2 separate regions of the Ctenopharyngodon idella genome follow, and region 1 is linked to region 2. Evidence: chromatin contacts called from public Hi-C data. All regions are on one chromosome and are shown on one strand. Each heading gives the region's core, a stretch centred on a gene start, on an enhancer-like site or on the middle of the called end of the contact. The rest is flanking DNA. Distances are from core to core; before and after follow the strand shown.

Evidence for each region. A called contact is a pair of places that touch in the nucleus more often than the background predicts.
Region 1: a contact with region 2 is called in a Hi-C map of muscle, with 2.7 times the contacts expected there. The contact joins the promoter of LOC127522129 here to the promoter of LOC127522798 in region 2. A contact is called at or near these places in 2 of 2 Hi-C or Micro-C datasets (both in muscle).

What each region holds. Positions count from the first base shown.
Region 1 is chr11:19,707,012-19,713,807 of HZGC01, forward strand. It overlaps LOC127522129 (ADP-ribosylation factor 4-like), which reads right to left and starts at 2,961. Exons shown (of 6, transcript XM_051911741.1): 1 at 2,714-2,961; 2 at 2,463-2,543; 3 at 2,241-2,350; 4 at 2,080-2,151; 5 at 1,869-1,994; 6 at 1,460-1,780. The coding sequence starts at 2,780. The coding sequence ends at 1,694. LOC127522127 (ADP-ribosylation factor 4-like) reads left to right here and starts at 3,644. Exons shown (of 5, transcript XM_051911739.1): 1 at 3,644-3,902; 2 at 4,112-4,192; 3 at 4,294-4,403; 4 at 4,494-4,691; 5 at 4,780-5,608. The coding sequence starts at 3,836. The coding sequence ends at 4,869. It overlaps dennd6aa (DENN/MADD domain containing 6Aa), which reads left to right. Exons shown (of 19, transcript XM_051911737.1): 19 at 1-388.
Region 2 is chr11:19,522,266-19,528,581 of HZGC01, forward strand. It overlaps LOC127522798 (protein ATP6V1FNB), which reads right to left and starts at 4,924. Exons shown (of 2, transcript XM_051913097.1): 1 at 4,406-4,924; 2 at 3,445-3,944. The coding sequence starts at 4,823. The coding sequence ends at 3,826. It overlaps LOC127522796 (deoxyribonuclease gamma-like), which reads left to right. Exons shown (of 8, transcript XM_051913094.1): 4 at 135-247; 5 at 338-450; 6 at 597-754; 7 at 2,546-2,642; 8 at 3,280-3,710. The coding sequence ends at 3,345.

The DNA.
Region 1 (6,796 bases), core at 1,711-4,210, 180 kb after region 2:
GGTATATTCTGATATTCTAATACAAATAACGAACTGCTTTTGACACGACGCCTGTTTGTTATACTGATGGATATTTTCTAACATCTGTATTTTTGATCTGCTCATTTATATTGGTAGTTATTGTACAGGATGTTTTATTTGTTGCTGTGGTGATTATTATAGAATGATATAAATGGAAAATTACGGTTTTTGTAAACCATGTACATCGAACCACAGTCTGTTTCAGCATAAACAATATTTTTCTATCAAACCCTTAACCACTAATTTTATTTTTTTTTCTGTAACCGACAATAGCTTTTCCCTAGAAAGTATTTCATTGTTCTGTTACTCCTTAATGAAGAACAAGTATATTTTTTCCAGGTGTAAATAAATGTCAATAATGAATCTGTGTTGAGTATAAATCTGTTTCTTTTGATTCTAGTATCGGTGCGACTCTAGTATATTTTAGTGCCAGTATGCTAATATAGAAATATGTAAAGTTATTTTGGTCTTATTTGATTATTATTTGTGTAATGAATGTTTGGTTTAAGAGAAAAAAAACGGTACTGTGGCCATTGTTACTACAGTAAACCTATTGTAGATTGGTTTATTTTAAAGGCACAATATGTAATACTCTGCCGCTAGAGATCGCTTATTCAAAACAAAGGCATAGCTTGATGACAACTTGAATTTGCGGAAGCATGGGAGTTGTTGTCTTCAGGTCTACAGCCGGCGGAAAATCTGACGAGACTCGGGCAGAAATCATATTCATGGATGAGGTAATGTATTATAGATGTATTAACATTACTGTAGTATGAAGCAGGGTGTGGTTGAAAGCCGTTGGAGCGGAATGAGTCTGCTGGTGCGATTTGCTAATGAGAGATGAGCGCACACAGCTCGAGAGCAGCGGGACTTTTATTATGCCACAGACGAGAGCTTCCGGTCAAGCGTATGTGGGGTAAAACAGCGCTGTTTTGTCATATTAGATACATTTGTGTGTTGAAAGTTGTTATAACGCTACTCTGCGTTCGCTCAGCGGCTACTATGAGACACTTGTTGCACACTGCAGTAAGCTAGATTGATATTAGGCATGGTAAAACATGGTAAATCAAGAAAACGAGATTTAAACAGTAAGACTTACTGTGTTGAGCTAGATAACAATGATTAGTTTTCTGTCCATGAATGTATCCAGACAGTTGCTCACCTGTCTAATAAAACATGTAATATATTAAAGCGTCTGGTGTTTCCATGGTTTCTACAAAATAAAACATCGCAGGTATGATGTCACTGATAGGCGACGCATGGACCCTGTTAAAATTGCTTATTTCTTTGGATTTAAACATTCTTGGAAACATTTGGGATAATGTAAGTACACAAGTCAACAAAATATATAACGCTGTGCTAGTGGTTTTTGGATATTTTAATCCAAAAATCTTACATATTGTGCCTTTAAATAAAAAAAAAACAATTAATAATCAAATCATTTTGTAAATAAATACATTGTTTATTGAAGATATTTGAAAGGCACATTTTGTAGGCAGACATGTACAGAAATAATTAAAAAATGTCTTTATAGTAGTAAATTAAATATACAGTGAATTACATATAAAGATGAATAATAATAATCCATGAATATCTCATAATAAAAATAAAAAATCTGGAGACATAATATATACATTCAGTTGTGATTTAGTGTATTTTCTTCTGTAGTGTTTTATCGTTTGGACAGTTGATCCGAGAGCCAATCCAGTCCTTCATATAACCCTGACCCTTGAACCGCACATGTGGGCTGAACGAACCACTGAGAGAGAGACAGAGAAACACATGTGACCTCACACATCTGCAGCTCTATTCCACCACCAACATGAGTCTGTGTGTCACTCACTCACCTGTCTTCCTCTCAGTGCGTGTAAACCCAGTCTCTCTGTCAGCTCGTGGACCGCCATGGCTTTGGGTAAATCCTGCTTGTTAGCGAGAACTAACAGAACAACGTCTCTCATCTCATCCTCCGCCAGCTGAAAAGGTTCGAGTGGATTTAGACATGATGCACGAACACAATATTACATGTAGACTTGATTATAGTGAACTTAGATGACTTACCATCATTTTCAGCTCCTCTGCTGCCGTTTCAATCCTGTCCTGATCACTGCTGTCCACCACAAAGATCAGACCCTGAATCATACAAACACACACACTTTGTTCAGCGCATTTCATTAAAAACAGCTGGTTAGATTTGGAATTTGAACTGAACACATCATTACCTTAGTGTTCTGATAGTAATGTCTCCAGAGGCGTCTGATAATGTCCTGACCCCCGACATCCCAAACCGTGAAAGAGATGTTTTTATATTCAACTGTCTCAACGTTAAAACCTAGAGAGAATCAGAGCCAGTCATTATCAATCACAGTGATTCAGTACTTATGTAATATAATACTATCTTTGTTTCTTAAGAATTAAAACATTTGTTTGACCAAGTTTCTTACCTAGAGTTGGAATAGTTGTGACAACTTCACCAAGTTTGAGTTTGTAGAGGACTGTTGTTTTCCCTGCTGCATCCAGACCAACTTGGAGAAGAAATTTTTACATTTATTTCCACAATTAACATGCACACAATTCATAATTGGAATATTTTCTGAGGTTTTATTACATTTTTATGTATCAATTCATATGTACTAGAGAAATATTTGTTAAAAAATAGATTCTTAAAAAAAACAAAAAAAAAACATGTACTCACCCATAAGCAACCTCATCTCTTTTTTCTCAAAGAGACGTGAGAAAATGTGAGAGAAGAAGACGCCCATTTTAAAAAAGTGCAGATGTGAAAGCTATTTGCTGTATTTAGTGAAAATAAATATCCAGAGATCGAGGCTCAGATTGTTAGTGTGAGGATGGTGTGAGTGTGTGAGTGTTTATATAGGCTTTTTTGCTTTCGGTTTGACTGACAGCTCAACACCGCCACCCTCATTCAAGTCGCGCGCAGTTTCTCTCGTTGCAAATCCAGCGCGTTAGAAATGACGTCACGTCATCATCACGTGTCTAAACAAAGTGCAAAATAATCAGAAACAACAGTTATTAGTTTTGGTGATCAAAGAGTATCAGTGAATCGCTAAAATATAATTTTATTAGGTGTATTTTAGGTTATAAAAAATCATAATAAATTAAGAGTGACAAGAGTGACGTGTTTATAACAGCAATGATTTTTAATTTAATAACAGTTTTTATGGATCAAAACCCTTCATCAACAGTAGGTTGACTATAGTATAATGGGAAATTAAACTTCAGAAATTATGTTTACAAAGCCCGGGAAAAAAAAAAAAAAATGTCAGATTTACAGAACGTCTGAAAACTTTATTCAGCTAAAGAGATTTTAAACTTTACATCGTAACAAGATTTTTTTTTTAACTCGACAAGTATACAAACAAAATAGGCATCAAATGAACAATATTAACAAATCACAAACTACAAAAATATAAAGGCAGACATAATTATAAAGCCAAAAAACAAACAAACATTTGACTGGTTGCATTTTGAAAATTCAAATAAAAGAACATTCAATTAAAAACATAATAAATAAAAAAATAAATATAATAAAATTAATTAAAAATCGTAAGATTTGCTTAGAAAAGTGAGACAGTTGGTGACGTCATATTGAACGCGCTGGATTTGCAACGAGAGAAACTGCGCGCGACTTGAATGAGGGTGGCGGTGTTGAGCTGTCAGTCAAACCGAAAGCAAAAAAGCCTATATAAACACTCACACACTCACACCATCCTCACACTAACAATCTGAGCCTCGTCCTCTGGACATTTATTTTCACTAAATACAGCAAACATCTTTTTCATCTGCACTTTTCAAAATGGGCGTCTTCTTCTCTCACATTTTCTCACGTCTCTTGAAGAAAAAAGAGATGAGGTTGCTTATGGGTGAGTAAATGTTGTTGTTTTTTCCTTTAAAATGTTTTAAAAACCTGATCTTTACTCATATTATTTGATTCGAATTCAAATTTTGAACAAACTATGGCGACTAAATTGGGACTAATTAATATGTGAACTTTACTATTTTAGAAAATATTCAAAATATGAATCTTGTTCATTTACATTGTGGAAATAAATGTAAATATTTCTTCTCCAAGTTGGTCTGGATGCAGCAGGGAAAACAACAATCCTCTACAAACTCAAACTTGGTGAAGTTGTCTCATCTATTCCAACTATTGGTAAGAAACTCAAAGCGTATATCAAGCCATAATTTATCAATTCCTGCATGAATGTATTTATCTATATGTCATGTCTAACTGCTCATCATCCTCCTCTCTAGGTTTTAATGTTGAGACAGTTGAATATAAAAACATCTCCTTCACGGTTTGGGATGTTGGTGGTCAGAGTGTCATCAGAGGCCTCTGGAGACATTACTATCAGAACACCAAGGTTTTTATCCTTATTTAAATTGTCTGCAGTACAATCAGTTCACTATATTTGCCCAAATGTGGTTTTATTCATTGCGTTTGAACGATTCAGGGTCTGATCTTTGTGGTGGACACCAGTGATCATGACAGGATTGAAATGGCAGCAGAAGAACTAAATATGATGATGGGGGAGGATGAGATGAGAGACGTTGTTCTGTTAGTTCTCGCTAACAAGCAGGATTTACCCAAAGCCATGGCGGTCCACGAGCTGACAGAGAGACTGGGTTTACACGCACTGAGAGGAAGACAGGTGAGTGAGTGACACACAGACTCATGTTGGTGGTGGAATAGAGCTGCAGATGTGTGAGGTCACATGTGTTTCTCTGTCTCTCTCTCAGTGGTTCGTTCAGCCCACATGTGCGGTTCAAGGATCAGGGTTATATGAAGGACTGGACTGGCTCTCGGATCAACTGTCCAAACAACAATAAAGCAAAGTCGACATGAAACGGAAGTTGCAATAGTCTTTCTTCCCTATTGTGACGTATATCCGAGTGAAACGGCTTCTGGAACAAGAACAAACAGGACGCGGCTCGATTACTGGCGCCAGTAAACTCGTCATCAGAGAAGAGATGTCGCTGCAAGAGGAAGGAGAAGTTATTCTGATTAAAGGATAATTTAAGATAAATCATTTATAATAAATACTGCAATATTCCATAAACAACAAGAATTGTCCATTTTGATTTCATGGTCACTTTAATACTTTATTTTTGTGGACTGATACTTGAATACATGCTGTATATATTACGACAGCCTCCAACTGTTTATTATCTCAAAAGCATTTTGATTTATTAATGTTAAATTAAAACTGATATTTTAAATTGTTAGTCTTACTTTTGAAAAAAATTGTTATATAATTTTTTTTAAATTGTTGTTCTATTGACTTTGAAAGAGTTTGTCATGTTTCAGTATGTGTTCTGTTGTATTTGCACTTTGAAAGAACGACCTGATGTCTGCCTGTAATATTTATCTGTGCCTTTCAAATATCTCCAATACATGATGTATTTATTTACAATGTTTCACACTCATTTAATAAATACATATTACGGAATAGAAAATGCATTAGAAATAGTGCATGTTTTGCACAATTAAAAACGGAGCTGCTGTTCCAAAAATATCAATCTGTGCTTGCAAACGGCTCCAATAAATGATGCATTTACAAAAAAAAAATGTCTTGAATGCTCCTTTCACTTTCAGTAACTCATTTTTTTTTTTAAATGTACTAACTATTAATTTGTCATTTAGCTAGTGTTTTTATTTAAAGTGACTATACAGTAACCTTTACAGAGGTTCAGTCCACGTGAGTCACCTGGAGTAACAACTGCAATAGTTCAGAGATCATCATTTGGTATCAGACCTTTAGTTATTAGCACCAAACTTTAAACACAACCTGATGCCATCTTAAAAAAAAAATTTTTTTCTAAGTAATACATGTTAGTAAATACTGTAAGTAACACACATGATAATAAATTATATTTTAAAAGACAATATTTATAATATATAGGCCTACTCTATCTAACAGCAATACGTAAGGCCTATTTGTATGGTAAAATATTGTAAAGCAACAATAGTATCTTTTTCGTTATCGGTTTTATGCCATGTTTTGTTACTTAGTTAAATGGGACCTATAATGCCCCTTTCACAAGATATAATATAAGTCTCTGGTGTCTCCAGAATGTGTCTGTGAAGTTTCAGCTCAAAATACCCCACAGATCATTTATTAAAGCTTGTCAAATTTGCCCCTATTTGGGTGTGAGCAAAAACACGCCATTTTTGTGTGTGTCCCTTTAAATGCAAATGAGCTGCTGCTCCCGGCCCCCTTTCCAGAAGAGGGCGGAGCTTTAACAGCTCACGCTTCATTTGCTCAACAACAACAAAGCTGGAGAATCTCACGCAGCCAAAATGAGGATTGTCAGTAACGGTGTTCAGCCTTACATTGTTCAAACCGGAGTCGACACTGATGGAGAGACTCAGGAAGAAGTTACAACTTTTAGACGTTTCTGAATGGTTAGTGGATAAATTTATGTAGTTGATGTTGAGTTGATTCAACTCATCCACTAGCATGTGCCGTCATGTTAATCTTTTGTGTTGAATTGACCCTCGTTTGTGAAGCAGTCCGGCGTAAAATGACGGCATGACAACAACACTCTACTACAACAACTCTTCCTCTTCTCTAAAGCAGCTCAACATGGCCTCACCCCCTTTGTTGTGTGTTCTCGGGGGCGGGGTTTATGTAAATTTTGGGGTTAGTGATGTCACCACACGTTGTAGTCCTCACCAGCCATTTGTTGTAGCAATTTCTGTAAAAGAAAATATCTCCCTTTGCATTGAACTTTGAGCGTCATAATGCAGATGTTG
Region 2 (6,316 bases), core at 3,674-6,173:
AAAAATAAATTAAGTAAAAGGAATGAAGCATGGAAGAGTAATGCCAAGTGAAAACACAAAAATATAAAACCATCTGTCGAATGCATATATAATAAAATCAGACTGCAATAATAATTTCGTTATGATCATATCAGACAGAAGATGCTGTCTGTGAAAGCAGTCTATCAGTATCCAGACACACAAACCGGAGACGAAGATGCTTTTGCTCGAGAACCGTTTGTTGTGTGGTTTTCGGCTCCAAACGCTGGTGAGACTGAGAACATTTACAGTGTGGAAGATGAACCTCCATAAACATGATGAAATTATGACAAACATGTTTTTGTCTGTCTTCCAACAGAAATCGAGGATTTCGTCATCATTCCTATTCATACGGCTCCAGAAGCGGCTGTGAAAGAAATCGATGAACTGTATGATGTTTATCAGAATGTTTCACAGCTGTGGCAATCTGACGTAAGATGCATGTTATGTAATGTTCCCTGACTGAACAGAATTCTTTTGCTGTATAATAGCATATAATAGTGATTCTTCTACGTGCCAGTGATCCACACACCTGGTTTTCAGCCTCACTCGGTTTTCATCTCATCTAATTTTGTCAGAACTTCATCATCATGGGGGATTTCAACGCCGCCTGCGGTTATGTTCCAAAGAGGCAGTGGGTGAACATCCGTCTGCGCTCAGATAGTGAGTTTGTGTGGCTGACGGGTGACAAGCTGGACACGTCGGTGAAGACATCCACTAGATGTGCTTATGACAGGTCTGAAGATTTATTTATTTGATAAAACAGCATTTTTCGATTAATCTCAAATGGATGACTGTGATTATACTAAGAATCAACAGGACCTTATTGGTCCTGAAACAACAGATTTGGGTCAGGATAGGGTCAATCTGACTTTTTCCTCTGATTTTATGTGTTGCTCAAATCACTCTTAAAAATAAAGGTTCCAAAAGGGGGATTTTCACAGCAATGCCATAAAAGAAGCATTTTTTCTTAATGTGAAGAACATTTGAAAAATCTCTACTATAAAGAATCCTTTGTGGAATGGAAAGATTTCATGGATGTTCTTTATTGAACCATCGATGCCAATAAAGAACCTTTATTTTTTAGGTGTGTAACAATATATCATGTCACAATATATTGCAATACAAAAATGCAACAATATGTATCCTGGATAGTGAATATGTGTTGTATATAGTTCACCCACAATGAAAAGACAAAAATTCAAGTTTACAGAGTTTTAGTGTCAGTACTACATTAAACTATATATAATGTTGAATATAATGTATAATAATGCAATGAGGGAATATTTGTGAGTCTTGATAATGCCAAATGTCTTATGAGACCAGTAAAAAGTGGCCTACATTATTTTAAATATATCTAGTCAGTGACGGAGTGCAAGCATATTCATCTAAAATAATTCTGTATTTTCAGCATCGGATTCATGAATATTTTTATTCTGGTGTCACCATTGTCCTGTGCATTGGGTTACGGCACCAAGTCCAAGCCTATTAATTTCCACCCCAAATGTAATACCAAATTTAGCATTTTAATCAACAGTACATTTTTTGTTAACTTTTTACCATATGTCTGGGAGTATCGCAATAATATCATATTGTGAGATCAGTATCGTGATATGTATCGAATCGTGACATGACGGTATTGTTACACCCCTAATATTTTTAAGAGTTAGGACTATGTTTGTTTGACAAGAACCCTGTTTCAGGACCAACAAAAATGACACAGGAATACGGACTGCTTGGAAAATCAACCTTTGGTAGTTTAATGGTTAAGGGTCTGATCTTGTTGCATATTATGTATTATGATTTGATATATTAAACATTACTTTCTAGAGTCTAATATATGAAAGTGTAAAATCTCTGTTTGGTCAGAGCAGTAGCCATGTGGACACACTGCAAAGAAAGATTTCTTACTTAATTTTTTTTTCTTATTTTGCATTTTGTTTTTGTCTTACAAATATCTAAACATTCTTAAATCAAGATACATTTACTTGAGAAGCAAAACGACTTAAGATATTATATCAAATATTACGTGAGTTCATGCTTAAAACAAGAAACAAAATCTGTCCATGAAGCAAAAAAAAAAAAAAAAAAACTTCAAAGGGAAAACAAGATTATTTTTCTTGCCCCATGGACAGATATTTTTTTCCTGTTTTAAGTATATACTCACTTTTTTTTCTTTTCTTTCTTTTTAAATTTTTTTCAGTTCAAGTTACTTTGCTTCTCAAGTAAATGTATCTTTATTTAAGAATGTTTAGATATTTGTAATGGAAAAGACAAAAACACAAAATTACACAAAAATACTAAATAAGATTTTTTTTTTTTTTTTGAAGTGCAGCTCTCCGACATGTATAGCATGTTTAAGTCCCGAGTCGTAGTTCTTTCCTGATCCCATTTCCCTCTCTCCTCTTCTAATGCTTCTCCTCCTCTGCAGCTTTATCATAATAAAGGCATAAATGGCAAAAATACAACTTTAAAAAGTCTCAGTTTGATAAATCTCTACTACTCATTCCCATTTGTTGCTCTGCAGGGTCGTCCTCCATGGTGAGAAGATGATTGCGGCTGTGAATCCTGAATCAGTGGAGGTCTTCAACTTTAAAGATGAATTTGGCCTCACTGAGCAGGAGGTAAATATAATCTGAGATCTAAAACCATGTTTATGGGAGATGTAAATAATTTATAAAGGTACACCATGTAGCTTTTGGCCCTCTAGCGATTAAGAAACAAACTGCATGAATTTTGCAGAAGACACACGTCAAAAAGCAGCCAGAGCAACTTTACTCTATTTACAGATATGATCATGAGACACACACAGGCGAGTGACATATGTAGGCCTACACAATTTCCCTCGAAAACCATCCTGACAGGTCTAAAATATAAACACTTTAATAACAGGTTTACCATAGTGAATCAGGGTAAGACAAAAACATGTTTTGAAAGGAATGATGTATTGACCCGTTATGTTCATTTTGAACTAAAAAAAAAGTTGCGTAGTGTACCTTTAAATAACAATGTCACTGAAGTATTATGTTTCCTAGAAGAAAAACAATGGATTAAGCAAACCAATAAACAGCAAGAATATTGAGATTAAGAGAGACTGGGGGCTAGTTGTCACATTGTTACACAATGTTATGACAATGTCTATAAATAAACTGACTTTCAAAAATAAACACTCTTGACAAATATAAAGTAAAATGTGTGACATCTAGCCCCAGTCTCCCTTACAGGAAAGTAAACACTAACAGCTGTCTCTCTGTTCCACAGGCTCTGGCAGTGAGTGATCATTTCCCGCTCTGCATCACTGTAAATCAAGCGCAGAGGAGAGGATAACAACATTCTCCATTTACACTTCTACCGCTCGTCTGATGAGAACGAAGAACAGATTGTTATAAAATGAAGTGGTTATAACATAATCAGAGATTCAGAAAGTGAGCATTCAGTGCTTTATTTAGAGTATTTGTGTAGAGAAGAACAGAAATGCTTCACTGAAAGAAGAAAAGTTTCCAGTGCTTGTTAATTATGAACCAGCGGTCTGCAGTGTTGGTTTACCGGTTGCTATGAGACAGTAGAGTTCGTTTGCAAGGCTGTTATCCATTTAACCCATCTACATTTCTCCATTAATTAACTCTATACATCTGTAAAAGTGCTTTATTGACATTTACATGTAACTTCTACAATAAAGTTCTATCAAATGATTTCAAATCCTGGCATATATGCTTAGACAGAAAATATATGATTTATTTAATTTACAGTAAACAGAAGATTTACTTCAGAAAATGATTCAGAGTATTTTAAATTTAAGGTGCAGTTTCATCCGAGCTGATCGGTTGCTGTGGGAATATTAAAAATGCCATTCCTGGCGTAGAAAGTGTTCCGTACGATCCCAGATCTCCCGCTGGCTGGAGTCTTGCAGTCAATCTCATAGTCACCTGAGGAAACAATGTCAGTGGAAGATTTTCAGAATGACATGTAGCCATTATTATTAAGCTAATATTTTGCTATTAAACACTGAACGTTCAGCATCAACCATTTTACTAATACTGCTAACTGTATTTGTTTTTATATACACTACTATTCAACAGTTTGGGGTCAGTAAGATTTTTTAAAAAGAAATTAACGCTTTTATTCAGCAAGAATGTGTAACAGATGTAGGCTAGCCACGGATGCTAGCAATTGAGGGTTTTAGCGTCCTTGTTAGAGCACCCGACTCCCATGCCAGCGGACCGGGGTTCGAGTCCCACTTAGAGCGGGCGATACATTAATACTTACTATTCATCAAAGAATCCTCTCAAAAAAAGTCGCTACTTTGCTACTGATAATAATCAGTAGCAAATTAGAATGATTTCTAAAGGATCATGTTACAAAAGTTATAAATTCCCACTTTCCTCACCTAGTCTCCATCCATAATCCCAGGACGAGAGAATGGGGTAATCAAACTTTTCTTCGGGGCCTTTTTGGGCTCGTTTCCTCAGGTACAGATGTCGTCCTTTGCCTTCGTGGGAGAATCCCTGATAAAGAGCCGCTTTAGTCTGCGGGCTCACGGGCCTCATCAGAGGTGCTTCACTCAGGGACCGCCGCACTATCGCGGGCGCCTCGCGCTGCTTCTCCTGCGTGTGGACCACAGGGGGCAGCGTGAGTTTAGTGGCAGATGGAGGGTTAAAAAGCCCGATGGACTTGGACCTACGAGACGTGAATGTTGTCGGGTATTCTTTGCTGTATTTCATCTTCCACGCCAGCCGCGTGTAAGCCTCCTTCAGGATCAGCTCACGGTAGAAGTTCTGGTCCTGGGTGGTCAGCAGGTTCCTCATGTCTCCTGTGAGCTCTGACCGCGCCTCTTACTGATTAACGGGACAGTGAGGCCACAGAAACCTAAGAGGTGAAGAGCCGACCAATCAGAGGGAAGATCACTCAGCAGCGGGAGAGACGAGAGGCCATTTAAACAAACACACACTAAATGTGCTGACAGAAGAACAAAAGAGACTCACTGCAGAGAAAGAAGACAAGAAAAACGATAGGGTCTCAAAGAGAAGAAATACAAAAAAATGACAAAAAGGATCCCCTCTGCTGTAAAGCCACCATCCCCCCTTACCATCCCCTTTAGATTAACAGTGGAAGTCGTATCATGTAAATGACATTTTAAAATTCTCCGTATGATAATTAACAAACTATAAATAACAGCGATTGACCAATCAGAACTCAGTATTGTAACGCGCGCGCACAGTCACGCCGGAGCTCTGAGCTTTCGTCGTTTTTCGCGCTTGTTCAAAAGGATCAGGAGAACGGTTCAAACGCATCTTTGGACGTTTTTTAAAAAGAAGAGAACGGAAGGTATGATATTAATTTGATTAATGTTTTAAGAACATTCCCCTGACACATTAGAACGAATAACGAACATAGCTAAAGTGCATTAATGCCGTAAGAGCTAACTACATATACGCGTATTTATTTATTTTCTTAACAGTGGTTATTAACAGTGGAAATCTTATCATGTAAATGGCATTTTAAAATTCTCCGTATGATAATTAACAAACTATAAATAACAGCGATTGACCAATCAGAACACAGTATTGTAAAGCGCGCGCACGGTCACGCCGGAGCACTGAGCTTTCCTCATTTTTCGCGCTTGTTCAAAAGGATCAGGAGAACGGTTCAAACGCATCTTTGGACGTTTTTTAAAAAGAAGAGAACGGAAGGTATGATATTAATTTGATTAATGTTTTAAGAACATTCCCCTGACACATTAGAACGAATAACGAACATAGTTAAAGTGCATTAATGCCGTAAGAGCATATATGTTAACTACATATACGCGTATTTATTTATTTTCTTAACAGTGGTTATTAACAGTGGAAATCTTATCATGTAAATGACATTTTAAAATTCTCCGTATGATAATTAACAAACTATAAATAACAGCGATTGACCAATCAGAACTCAGTATTGTAAAGCGCGCGCACAGTCACGCCGGAGCACTGAGCTTTCCTCATTTTTCGCGCTTGTTCAAAAGGATCAGGAGAACGGTTCAAACGCATCTTTTGACGTTTTTTAAAAAGAAGAGAACGGAAGGTATGATATTAATTTGATTAATGTTTTAAGAACATTCCCCTGACACATTAGAACGAATAACGAACATAGCTAAAGTGCATTAATGCCGTAAGAGCATATATGTTAACTACCTATACGCGTATTTATTTATTTTCTTTAATAAATAATTATGGGCTTTGTTCATATTCCGCTGTTTAAAAGCGTGAACCACCCATTCAAGACACAGATAATAAAGAACGACACGAGATTACAACAC